2 separate regions of the Triticum aestivum genome follow, and region 1 is linked to region 2. A link is a contact called in public Hi-C data. All regions are on one chromosome and are shown on one strand. The core of a region is the stretch at or near the end of the contact, and the rest is flanking DNA. Distances in the headings are between cores, read along the strand shown. Region 1 holds the start of LOC123161646. Region 2 holds the start of LOC123162751 (probable xyloglucan endotransglucosylase/hydrolase protein 26).

The links. Hi-C and Micro-C count contacts between places; a contact is called where the count stands out from the background.
Region 1: a contact with region 2 is called in a Hi-C map of leaf, with 2.3 times the contacts expected there. The contact joins the promoter of LOC123161646 here to the promoter of LOC123162751 in region 2. A contact is called at or near these places in 2 of 5 Hi-C or Micro-C datasets (both in leaf).

The regions. Positions count from the first base shown.
Region 1 is chr7B:456,109,395-456,115,774 of IWGSC CS RefSeq v2.1, forward strand. LOC123161646 reads right to left here and starts at 2,591. Exons shown (of 4, transcript XM_044579457.1): 1 at 2,256-2,591; 2 at 2,083-2,181; 3 at 1,861-1,992; 4 at 1,385-1,764. The coding sequence starts at 2,499. The coding sequence ends at 1,538. It also overlaps the pseudogene LOC123158051.
Region 2 is chr7B:455,958,028-455,965,247 of IWGSC CS RefSeq v2.1, forward strand. LOC123162751 (probable xyloglucan endotransglucosylase/hydrolase protein 26) reads left to right here and starts at 3,580. Exons shown (of 4, transcript XM_044580516.1): 1 at 3,580-3,806; 2 at 3,994-4,094; 3 at 4,183-4,376; 4 at 4,462-5,082. The coding sequence starts at 3,632. The coding sequence ends at 4,861.

The DNA of each region.
Region 1 (6,380 bases), core at 1,341-3,840, 150 kb after region 2:
AATCCATCTCATCAAATTTAAAAAGAATGGCATGTTCACGGTCAAATCTGACATAGAATGCTAGTTGAGACCAGACAAAGAGGAAACGCTTCAGCAAGAGAAAACTTCGGGCTCGCTGAATGCGAGAAATAGTCTTCGCGCCCCTAGGCAGCCAGCTTCGATTCATTCGATCCATCTCATCAAATTTAAAAAGAATGGCATGTTCACGGTCAAATCTGCCTATAGAATGCTAGTTGAGACCAGACAAAGAAGAGAGGCGTGGCTTGATGGTTCGGGCGGCTCCTCAGGCACGAATGGACAAGGAGCGTGAAAATCATTATGGAAAACTCAGGTACCAGGGAAAATCAAAATGGTTTTATGGAGGCTACCGAAACAATCACCTCCGACCGAAGATGTGAGAGCCCACAGACACATGTCATCGACGAGTTTGTGCGGCCTCCGCGGCTCGCCTGACTCTTGGAGGCACTCGCTACTGGAATGGACGACATCAAGGTATTCATTGGCGTTGGTTGATGAGGAACTGGGACAACGTTTGGTTGCTATGACGGAACCAAATGCATGACAATGGCTCTTCTCTCTTTTTGAGACATTATCACATGAACAGTTTGTGAAGATGATGGCCACACTATAGGCCATATGGTTGTCTCGACATAAGTCTATACACGAACGGATCTTCCAAACACCGGTGGCATTGCACGCGTTTGTATGCACGTTCATGTCGATACCAGTCGTCGTTTCTTCTCCCTTCTTCCTTTGTCTCCGCGTTGTTTCTCTATTTCACCCCCCCCCCCCCCTGAATTTCTCTATAAGTGTTTTGTATTCCCATCTGTTGAATATATTGTATACGTGTATATTGTGTCTTCGGCCCATCTCCTAGTTCCTCCGTATAGTTGAGGTTGTGGCCCCCTTCTGTATTCATATATATGTGCCTGATGCACCGATCAATGCATTGTGTTGCACAGCCTATTCTTTCCCTTCTACTCCCTCCGTTCCTAAATATTTGTCTTTCTAGAGATTTCAAATGGACTACGACATACGAATGTATATAGACATATTTAAGAGTGTAGATTCACTCGTTTTGCTTCGCATGTAGTTACTTGTTGAAATTTCTAGAAAGACAAATATTTAGGAACGGAAGGAGTACATGGTATCACAGCCAAGAGGTCTTGAGTTCAAGACCCGGCTGGCGCAATTAAAATTGCAGCGCACTTTCGATCCACGTTTAGGTTTGAGGGAGCCACACGTGAGGGAAAGTGTTGACGTATAATGTGCTGCCTAGTCTCTTCCAACAGATTAATTTTTTGGTTGCGTTGGCTAGAGCATGTATTTCTACACCCTCCAGCGGGCAACAGAACTTTAGAAGGCAACACTTCATCAACACTTCATCTGTTCTGTTGGATTTTATTTCTGCAAACACCAACACAAAATTGCAACACTTCATCAACACTTCATCTGTTCTGTTGGATTTTATTTCTGCAAACACCAACACAAAATGTATACTCATCGTATATGAAAACTGGGACAATATGGCTCCCAATCAAACGCCACACACTTGGTTTACTTTCACAAAACTGTCTGGACTCTGGACCCAGAAGAAGGTAATCAGTATGAGGAGCCCCAGCAGCCCGTGCGCCGGTGGTGCTGAACCGCCTGCAGCGCCGCTCTTCTGGACGGTGAAGGAGACGGGTGCTGGCGGCGACGTGCTCGGGTCGGACCCGTTGATTATGCCGATCCCGAGGTCTGAGCAGCCTGATCCCAGAGAACCTGCACGGTGGAAACACCAAACCGCCGGCGAGGCAGCGTTAGCCTAGTCATACTCATACTCATACCTCAGTCACGACATGCTGTTGAGTCACTCACACTGGCGGTAGCAGGGGTAGGCGTCGTCGTCGAGGAGGTTCCTGAAGCCGTCGGGGCAGGCGCACCTGTGCGCGAACGCCGAGGACTCCACCTTCTCGCAGGTGCCGCCCCCGCAGTACTGCATCAAGCAAGCTGCGCCATTGGAAGGCAGGACTCAGTGGCGAATGCTTGAATGGATAAACAGAAACTCTTTCGCGATCATCTGAGGTGGTGATTAATTACGGTCGTAGACTGAGAGGTTTGTCAGCGGTGGCGCTGCTGGCGGCGGCGGTGACGGAGCCGGAGGAGACGAGCCGTCCTGGCACGAGTAGTTGATGGTGCCTGCCCAGACGAATTACGGCGGTCGATTCTTATTGATCCATCATCAAGAAAACTGGCGTGCAGGGTGTACGTACAGTTTGGTATGGCGCAGGGGAGGAAGGGGAAGTCCACGTCGCCGAGATGGTACCGGCTCCACCCCGGGTTGCAGCGGCACGCGAACCCGAACATGTAGTCGCCAGACTCGCCGCAGCTCCCCATGCCGCACTTCACCTTGCCGCACAGATCCCCATCTACTGCACGGGCTCCTCGAGGTAGCTGCACTAGCAGCAGGGCCAGCAGGCACGCCAGCGCGAGGGCCGACCTGTTGGTACGACCCATTTCGCCGTCCCGGCCCGGCCGGATCGAGCTGTACGTACGTGTGGTTTCGTCTTGTGCCCGGATCGAGCTTGGTGCACGAGGACGATGAGGGACACGAACTTATGTATGGAAGCTAATTAACTAGTGACCCATAGCCGCCGGACGGACCATTAATGTGGCATGCACCCGCGTGGAAGAATAGAAGCAGTCAGATTTGACGTGAGATCGATCAGACTTGACGACGACCACGGCCTGCCCAGGAAGGTCGCTGGTCCAGGCTCGTCATCTGTTCCAGAACATGGACTATTTGCAGCCGAGACGGCGAGACCTGGGGTTCCTTTCTTCGGTTGATCGAGAAGGGCTGAACTTTCGTTGATAGCGAATGGACACCGCCATCGGTCGAGAAGAGCTGAACTTTCTTAATAATTTGATCGTGAATGGACGGCGCCCCGGTTAATAATTTCTTTGCTCTTAGAGCAACTCCAATGGGACGACCCATTTCGTCCGCCGCCGTCCGTTTGGGTCGGCGCGGACAGAAAAGACGGTCCAACGCGTCGATCCAAACGGACGCGTGTTCGCTTGGCGTCCGCATGGCGATCCATTTTTGAGCCGGATTTGCGTCGGCGCGGACACGAGACGGACGCGCGCGCGCCTATTCCTCTCCCCGGCCCCGCCGGTCGGTGGCAGTCACCACCATTTCCCCTCATTTTTTCAAAAAAAACTCCCGCATGCGCGCGCTCCCACCCCAACCAGCCATGGACGACGCCGTCGACCTCGACGCCGCCGCCGGCCTCGCCTCCCTCGCCTCGTCCAGCGCCGCCACCGGCTCCGGGAAAGGCAAGCCTCGTGCCCCTCGCAAGACGGCCGCCATGACCAAGCCAAAGAAGGACGACCACGAGTTTCCGAACGACTACGGGCTAGAGGAAGAGGACGAGTGTGACATCGAAGTGGAGCCTTTGTTCGAGGACGAGCTCGCAACCAAGCCGCCGGTCCTAAGCCGAAGCGCAAGAGCAAGCGCACGAAGGCGTACATGGCGGACGAGGACAAACTTCTTTGCGAGTTTTGGCGAGACATTGGACAAGACCCCAAGACGGTCGCCGAGCTAAAGCATTCAACCTTTTGGATTCTTGTCCACCGAAAGTTTCATGAGCGCAAGAAGTTTTCGCCTTAACAATTTATGAGCACGCGTGGGTGGGTCTCTATATCCAAGCGATGGAGGGTGATCCAACAAGAGTGCAACAAGTTTTGCGCCACTCTTGAGAGCGTCAAGGCCCGCCCCGTGAGCGGCATCGGCATGCAAGACATGGTATGCTAGCAAGCCGCCCTCTTTTGTGTCATCAAGTTCATCCTTTGCGTGTTCATTTGCATATCACTTGCACATATGCTTGCATGGAAACATTTTGTAGGCATTTCAAGCTTTGGAGGCATTCAAGGTTCAACACAATGGCAAGTGCTTCAACCTCTCCCATTGTTATCGGGTCATCAAGGACGAGGAGAAGTTCAAGACGCAATATGCCGCACTCAAGTCGCGTGGGGGGAAGAAAGCCGTGGAGGATGTTGGGAAGGGCGAGCCGACACGGCCGCGGGAGAAGACCAACTCCAAGAAGGAGGACAAGCGAGATGCGGCCACCAACGCCTTGATCGCAGGCATGGACGGCATGATGAATAAGAAGGACTCAAGGGAGAAGGAGCGTCGGCGTTTCAAGGCGGAGCAAATGGACGCTTTCATGGAGATCCAAAAGAGGAGGCTGGAGCTGGACGCCGAGAAGCAAGCCAAGATGTTTGAGTTAAAGGCGGAGAAGCAAGCCAAGATGATAGAGATCGAGGCTGCCAACGCCAAGACCAAGGCGAAAGAAGTGGCTCTCGCGAATATGATGACCGGGGTGGAGATCATGAAGGTGGATCTCAACACCGTGTCGCAAGGAAGAGGTCGTGGTTCGAGAAGATGCAGGCCGTCATGCTCAAGTTCGATGACGAGTGATCTATGGTGGCGAGCGCCATCTTTTTTGTATGCCGGCAGGTGTGCCGGCATGACCACGGGAGCCGCGATGGCGTGATCGAACTCAAGTCCCACCTTTTTTGTGTGCTGGCATGTGTGCCGGCCGGCTGACGAGTGCGCCAGCATGAACTATGGTGATATTTTCTGAAGCCGGCATTGTATGCCGGCATGAGACATGGCCGCTGGCATGATCGCCCGCGGGCCTATTTTTAAAAGTTGAATGCGGACATGAAATGGGTCGGTGCGTTGGGCGCACTGCCGACCCAAATGCAAAATGGGGTGGACGCCGAGCGGGCGGCCGACCCAAACGGACAATAAGCAGACAAATGCAACATCCATTTGGGTCGGCCCGTTGGAGTTGCTCTTAATGGTTGGTGTTGAGCATGAAGAAATAATGCTCTTCAATCTTTGTCGTGGGGGGTGGGGGGTAGCGACGGCAGATTCAGTGAGTTGCGTTTGGCTGATTCTTTTTAAAAGACCTGCCACGTCCGTGGACGTTAGATCAGATGTTATCTGGCGGCTCAACACTATCCTCTTCGTTGCATCAAACTTGGTGTTGCAGAGCATTTGCAACAGTTGCAAATGTCATTACAGAAACATTTTCAACAAAGATTGTGTTGCAGATATTTTTTTTCATCTTTATTTTGCAACATAAATGGTACTGTTTTGCGGGAGAACTTTTGCAACATGAATAATTTGCAGATTTTTCACTGAAAACGATGTTGTCATGTGCGGTGTGAATCGAGAATTTTCTGCAATAAAGACAATGTTGCGGGTGGACTTTTGCAGCAAAGCCTTTGTTATAGAAAAGTATAAAAAACATCGCTGGCTGGAACAACGACTGATGTCTGCTAGAATTACGTCGGTATTTCCCCAAAGAGGAAGGGATGATGCAGTATAGTGACGGTAGGTATTTCCTTCAGTGATGAGACCAATGTTATCGAACCACTACGAGAACCTCCTCACACCACGTAAACAGCACCTGCACACAAATAACAAATACTCGCAACCCGACGTGTTAAAGGGTTTGTTGATACGTCTCCAAAGTATCTATAATTTTTGATTGTTCCATGCTATTATATTACCCGTTTTGGATGTTTATGGGCTTTACTTTACACATTTATATCATAATTGGGACTAACCTACTAACCGGAGGCCCAACCCATATTGCTGTTTTTTTGCCTATTTCAGTGTTTCGAAGAAAAGGAATATCAAACGGAGTCCAAACGGAATGAAACCTTCGGGAACGTGATTTTTGGAACGAACGTGATCCAGAGGACTTGGAGTGCAAGTCAAGAAGCAATCGAGGCGACCACGAGGGTGGAGGGCGCCCCCCCTACTGGGCGCGACTCCCTATCATGTGGGCCCCTCGGGCGGCCACCGACGTATTTCTTCCTCCTATATATACCCACGTACCCCGAGAACATCATAGGCGACCACGAAAAACTATTTTCACCGCCGTAACCTTCTGTATCCGCGAGATCCCATCTTGGAGCCTTCACCAGCGCTCCGCCTGTCGGGGGATGAACCCCGGGCAGGCAACGGAACCCGAATCCTTTTCAAAAACAGCGGGGCCCGCATCGCCCCGCAAATCGGCACGCGCCTGGCCGGGTCGCTCAACCTGGCAGGGCCCGCAACCCGACCAAACTCCCCGACCCGGCAAGGTACGTCAACCCGGCCGCAGCAACTGGCGCAAGACAACTCGACCCGGCGTAACCAAGGCTTCCACGGCAAGCTAGCCCCACCCGTGGCGTCCACAACAACCCAGCCACGGGTCAGCTCCCATCCCATCCAGGCCGTACGATGGGACGAGACCTAAACCATCGATGACCAAGACAATAGTGTTTTCACCCATGGCTGTGGTCAGCTGGGGCATGGCAACAGTGCCCCTCACCTACCTGCT
Region 2 (7,220 bases), core at 2,330-4,829:
TCCTACAAAAGGATTAGCTAGCAGTTTCTCTATCATACCCAAAGGAATTTCAAAGTAAACATTTTCAGTAGGTTCAGTAGGTTGAGGAGAAACTCTTTGCTCTACTGGTCGGGGCGAAGATGCCCCGAACAAGCCCCTCAAAGGATTAGTTTCCGTAGTAACAAGTGACAGAAAATTTCAGCACAATATATAAATGTTCCCTTACCAAGTTCCACTCACCAAAGGCACTTCACTCCCCGATAACGGCGCCAGAAAAGAGTCTTGATGACCCACAAGTATAGGGGATCTATCGTAGTCCTTTCGATAAGTAAGAGTGTCGAACCCAACAAGGAGCAGAAGGAAATGACAAGCGGTTTTCAGTAAGGTATTTTCTGCAAGCACTGAAATTGTAGGTAATGGATAGTTTTGTGATAAGATAATTTGTAACGGGTAACAAGCAATGAAAGTAAATAAAGTGCAGCAAGGTGGCCCAATCCTTTTTGTAGCAAAGGACAAGCCTGGACAATTTCTTATAATGAGAAAAGCGCTCCCGAGGACACATGGGAATTATCGTCAAGCTAGCTTCATCACGCTCATATGATTCGCGTTCGTTAATTTGATAATTTGATATGTGGGTGGGCCGGTGCTTGGGTACTGCCCTTTCTTGGACAAGTATCCCACTTATGATTAACCCCTATTGCAAGCATTCACAACTACAAAAGAAGTATTAAGGTAAACCTAACCATAACATGAAACTAGTGGATCCAAATCAGCCCCTTACGAAGCAAGGCATAAACTAGGGTTTAAGCTTCTGTCACTCTAGCAACCCATCATCTACTTATTACTTCCCAATGCCTTCCTCTAGGCCCAAATAATGATGAAGTGTCATGTAGTCGACCTTCACATAACACCACTAGAGGAGAGACAACATACATCTCATCAAAATATCAAATGAATACCAAATTCACATGACTACTAATAGCAAGACTTCACCCATATCCTCAGGAACAAACGTAACTACTCACAAAGCATATTCATGTTCATGATCAGAGGAGTATTAATATGCATTAAGGATCCGAACATATGATCTTCCACCAAATAAACCAATTAGCATCAACTACAAGGAGTAATCAACACTACTAGCAACCCACAGGTATCAATTTGTGGTTTTGGATACAAGATTGGATACAAGAGATGAACAAGGATTTGAGAGGAGATGGTGCTGGTGAAGATGTTGATGGAGATTAACCCCCTCTTGATGAGAGGATCATTGGTGATGACGATGATGATGATTTCCCCCTCCCGGAGGGAAGTTTCCTCGGCAGAACAGCTCCACCGGAGCCCTAGATTGGTTCCGCCAAGGTTCCGCCTCGTGGCGGCGGAGTTTCGTCCCGTAAGCTTGCATATAATTTTTTTCCAGGGTAAGAGGCTTCATATAGCAGAAGATTGGCACCGGAGGGTCACCAGAAGGCCCACGAGACAGGGGGCACGCCCCCCACCCTCGTGGCCAGGGTGTGGGCCCTCCTCTGGTACTTTCTTTGCTCAATAATTCTTATTAGTTCCAAAAATGATTTTCGTGGAGTTTCGAGACTTTTGGAGCTGTGCAGAATAGGTTTCCAATATTTGCTCCTTTTCCAGCTAGAATCCCAGCCGCCGACATTCTCCCTCTTCATGATAAACCTTGTAAAATAAGAGAGAATAGCCATAAGTATTGTGACATAACGTGTAATAACAGCCCATAATGCAATAAATATCGATATAAAAGCATGGTGCAAAATGGATGTATCACGCACAGGGATGTTTGGTGGAGTGGCAGCGGTCAAATTGTAGCGGCAACACATGCGTGGCTTTGATGGTGGTGCTGTGAGCACCTGGTCTCGAGCTCTGGGGCGAAAGCCTAAGGTCAGACCCGAGTGGTCATACCTGGCAATGACGATGTTTTCTATGTCGTTACCTTGTTGGAGGCATTGCTCGGATATGTTCAGGCTATTATTCAGGGTGAAAACTTTGATTCTGGCCTTTGTGGTTGGATCCGGTGACTGCGGCGCTTAAGTGTCGCTTCCTTTCTAAAGGCGTTGCTGTTGAAGATCATCGGCCTCCATGTGATGTCAATGGTTGGTGCGGATATGGTCTCAGTTGTAGTTTGTCGATTGCTGATCTGATCTCTTTGGAGCTTTTTACTTTTTCTTTTTCTTTTTTTCATGCCTATGCATAGCTTTTGGTCTTGTGACCTTGCTAGTTGTTGGCATGTTTATGTGTGTGTGTTGAATTAGCTGTGTGCATCCTAATTATGCAGAGGTCGGATGTGTGCTTATATCGTACCATCTCGATGCTTCATTTGAGCCAATAAAATTCACCCTTTATCAAAAAATGTACGTACTTTTTACTTAAAAAAATAACATGTGCAAAATGGGCAGTGGCTGCAGCTCATTTATGGACAGAAGAGTTTAGGTTAAAATACATTAAGCTCTGGGGCCGTTTCTGTCATCGATTGTTGAAGTGGCTAGCGGGAGCAGCGCGCAATCGTCAGGTTGCTTGTTCGATTTTTCATGTTATTTCTAGTAGCGTATCAAGTTTTAGAACTTGTTTGGCGTATTTTTTTTAGTTCAGACACTAAAGCGAACATCCTTAATAAGTTCAAGCATCATCAGTGTATTTACTTTTAAAATAAAATATTTTTTTTTAAGCATCACTGTTATCTCTATAGTGAAGGGTCTAATTAAGCACTGATACTTAAGGAAAAACTAATTTATTCTCTGCGCACAGAAGGCCTTATACAGACCTAAAACAAACAAAAAGCGAAAGGCCCACGGAGAGCCAAAAGAAAATAGAAACTGTTAGCAGAGAACTGGTCAGAAGATCATGACTTGCAGAAGGAAAATACAGACAGTTAGCGAAGACCATATGATAAAATTCAGACTTCATATTTAAAAGTCAAATTGGTCGATTTTCTCACCATTTGGACTCAGAACAACTTGCCGACTTGTATCCAGTGCAGTAGTGCTGGACAGTAATATGACGCTAGAAAATCTCGCACGTCACTATCAGACCAGCAACTTCTTCTACTTCCTCCGATCCATGTTACAAAGTTACACTAAGTCTGCGACAAGTAATATGGGTCGGAGGGAGTACTATTTTCCAATCAAATGAGCACAAGATTATTTCAACTGCAGCAATACTACTTAATGAAACACTGAAGCAAACATTTGCCCAAAATGTCCTCGTTTGACAAATGGCGAACGCCGTTGGCCATTGACCTAGTGACACATACGCATGCCGGAGGTGATGGCGAGCACTATAGCAGCAGTCGCCGCGTGCAGGCCCGTCGATGAAGGACAACGGCATTGGTCATGCGGAGCACTACTAAACCCTCTGCCAAGAACCATTCCTTATTAGATCATCAACCAGAAGATTCCATTAGTCAAATCATTCAGACGTCGGGCAAGCTGGCAGAATCCGTCGGGGCTACACAGACCATTATTCATTTCTACGTGCCTACATGCGCACCAGAACCTCCCCTCTCTGAACTGGAAATGGAAGTTCTCATCATCTTATATAAGCTGGACCGGCGCCCCTCTGAATTCTCTACCAGCTCGAAGTCGTCGATCGCACGCACGCACGCATCAGTTGGCTGTCCACAGGCAAGGAGGAGATGGGGATGTCGATGCGGGCTCTCCTCGCCGTTGTGGCCTTCGCGGCGGTGCTCAGGCTCGGGCGCGTCAGCGCCAACTTCGCCGACCTGTGCGACATCACGTGGGAGCCGCAGAACGCCGCGATGACGGACGGAGGGGAGCACCTCACGCTCTCCCTCGTCAGCAACATTTCAGGTAACACACATCGAATCTCTCAGCAACTTTTTACATGTCAAAATGCTCTTTTGCTTGCTGAATTACGTTCCGTACGCTTTTGACGTACTCTCGAAAAAAAAAATGCTCTTTTGCTTGCTGAATTCCATTCCGTACGTGCATGGCGATCCCGATGATCATTGCTGTTTTGGATTGTGGGTTTCATCAGGCAGTATGCTCCGGACCAAGAAGACGTTCATCTACGGCAGCATCTCCACCTTGATCAAGCTGGTCAAGGGCAACTCGGCTGGCACCGTCACCACCTACTACGTACGTCAGCTTAACGACTCATCTGAGACTATCTGACGGACTACATTTGACGGCTAACTGATCATGTGAAACTAATGACGATGGACAGACGTCGTCGGTGGGCGACGACCACGACGAGATCGACTTCGAGTTCCTGGGCAACGAGACGGGCCAGCCCTACACCATCCACACCAACGTGTTCGCCGACGGCGTGGGCGCCAAGGAGGTGCAGTTCTACCCCTGGTTCGACCCCACCGACGACTTCCACAACTACACCATCTTATGGAACCCCTCCATGATCGTGTAAGCAGCCCATGCATGCATCCTTGTACCTCTGCTGCCTGATTATATGCAGAATCAACGGAGGCTGACTTCCATGGATCGGCAGGTGGTTTGTGGACAGTATCCCTATCCGCGTGTTCCGCAACTACGCGAGCAAGGGCGTGCCGTTCCCGACGAAGCGGCCGATGTACGGCTTCTCCAGCATCTGGTCGGCGGACGACTGGGCCACGCAGGGCGGCCGCGTCAAGACGGACTGGACCAAGGCGCCCTTCGTCGCCGAGTACAACAACATGGGCCTCGACGTCTGCGAGTGCTCAGGCGCCGACGCCGAATGCGCCGCCAGATGCAACAAGGACACCCCGCCGGAGCCGTCCCAGCTCACCAAGGAGCAGATGCGCAAGCTCAGGGCCGTGCAGCTCGGCTACACCATCTACGACTACTGCGCCAAAGCCAGGGACGGCGGCAAGGGCCCCGTGCCGCCCGAGTGCGACATGGAACAGTACTGATGAGAAAATCAAGTGATACAACCATATGATCGATGATACGATGCGCGCACGTACTCCTCCCATTTTGTTCCCTTGGATGTTTGAGGGGCGTCGCGTCGAATCTCCTGATATGTTTATTCTTTTCTGTTGATGATTGTTTCTTGCGAGATTACTACGTGCATTCTGTTTTGGCCTGATCAATGATTTATAATGATCCAAAGAGGATGTTGCCTTCTCTCGAATATAAAGTTCTTCCTGTTGGGATCAGATAGTTGTAAATGGTGTGTCTTTCTTAAATGAAATGATCGCCGCTACTAAAATCAATGCTGATGTACTAGATAGCTACGTATTCCATAGAAACTTATCCATATAAATGTTCACAAAATGGTATGGCCATGTGCGACCTAGCTGAAAATGAGAAATGGGATAGCTTTGTAGCACAGTTTTTAAACTTAAACTATATTATTTTATGAAAATTTACATGTATAGGATTTGAGTGAGATTCTAATCAATATTTATAGACATTACTTTTTTACCTTTTTAAAGAGAACTGACTGCCGGGGAAACTTTGAAAAAGAGCACTGTACAGACCTTTTTTCTTGTTGACACGAGCTCCTCGGATGTCATTTGACCACAAACATCTGCACGCTCCTAACGCAACAAGTGTTGGATGCCTAAATATTTCAGCTTTTTCTAAGAAAAGTCAGTGTCGTTTTTTTATTTACTATTCAGCTAGAATAGATGTGAGCCTAGGCTCATCTCTGAATTACTGGGGAAAATGTTTCAGGCTCATCTCTGAATTATTGTCTGAAAATGTTTCAGGCTGCATTTGGGGAAAATGTTTCAGCAGTGGCAAGGGCGATGCCACACTACTGCCTACATTGAGCGCCATAGCTATTTCTCGCCCAGATGGGTATTTTTTGACAAATCTGGCCCCTTACAACAACTTCAAGCACGTCTGGCCCCTGGCCGAAACTAATAGCAAATCTGGCCGGCACCAAAGTGCAGGGCGCCGTATATGCACATCTCGGCTCTATTCTATATGGTGCCGAACTAGTGGGCCCAACAGCTGCCCGTCAAGCCGAACGGATGGCAAAACTGGAGACGTGGCATATTCGACGCCAAGGTGTTGAGCGCCAACGTGCGGCGCCATGGTACTTGGCGCCGAGCTTCGGCGCCACAGCGAGCAGTGCCGTCATCCTTAGAAGAAACCAACGCTCTTGTTTGCATCGTTCTGGATGCCTCCTGGATTCGGACGACGGCTGGCGCTGAAGTGTTCGGTCTAGGCGCCGCGTAACCCGGCGCCGTCGTTATTCATTTCGGCACTACGTTCCCTGGCGCCGACCTGGTCAATCTCGGCGCCAATCTCACTAGCGCCAAAGCACCCAGCTGATAGAAAATTTGGCCATCACCTCCACTCATTTTGTAGCCAACCCTGAAACATAACAACAGCAGATATATAACATCTCAAATCTCAGCACAACACATCATAGCTCAACAACAAAAGCCATCACAATACAGCGCAACACTAAAATGTTTAACAAACATCATCACAAAGAGTCCAAACATAAGAGAAATGACCATAATGTCACGCATACTTAGTTCATAGACATAAAAGGTCTCGAAACAAAAGCAACAAGTATGGCGCCTGGCCGGGGCCGACGGCGGCTACCTCGGCTGGCTGCGGCGGCTCGACTAGGTTCGATGAAAAGGATATGGGGAATTTCCCCACGGTGAATCGATGGAAACCTATCTGTAGTTCGGCGCCGAATACGCCACGTCGCCGGTTTCCCGTCCACTCGGTGTTACGGTGATGTTCTTGGGCCCACTAGTTCGGGGCCATAGATGTTGGAGCCGAGATGTGCATATTCGGCGCCTTGTTCTTTGGCGCCGACCCTAGGGGCCAAATTTGGAATTAGTTTCGGCCAGGGGCCAGACGTGCTTGAAGTCGCTGAAAGAGGCCAGTTTTGTCAAAAAATACCCCAGATGGAGACATAACTTCGCCACGGCGACTATATCTCGCTTCACGCAACAGTTTCTTCTGTCTCGCTGAAGCATTTCCCCCTGTGATGCAGCAGTTGTGCCAGCCCATTTTTGTCTTTTTATCCGCATTAGGTTTCTCAATCGAGTTTGCTCGCTGCACTTCGTTTGCTGTTCGTAGGTTTTTTTTGTTTTGTTTTTTACTGTTCTTCTTTGTTTCCTCACTAATTTCTCCGTTTTTAACTACCTCTTGCCCTCCCAGTGTACCCTTCTTTCTATCCAAAAAAAGGAAGAAAATGCCAAAAATGTTTTTATTTGTTTCTAAAATGTTTTTTCTTTGTTTCATCTTGGTTTTCAAATACTTGATCAACATTTTTCAAATACAAGAGTAACTTTATTT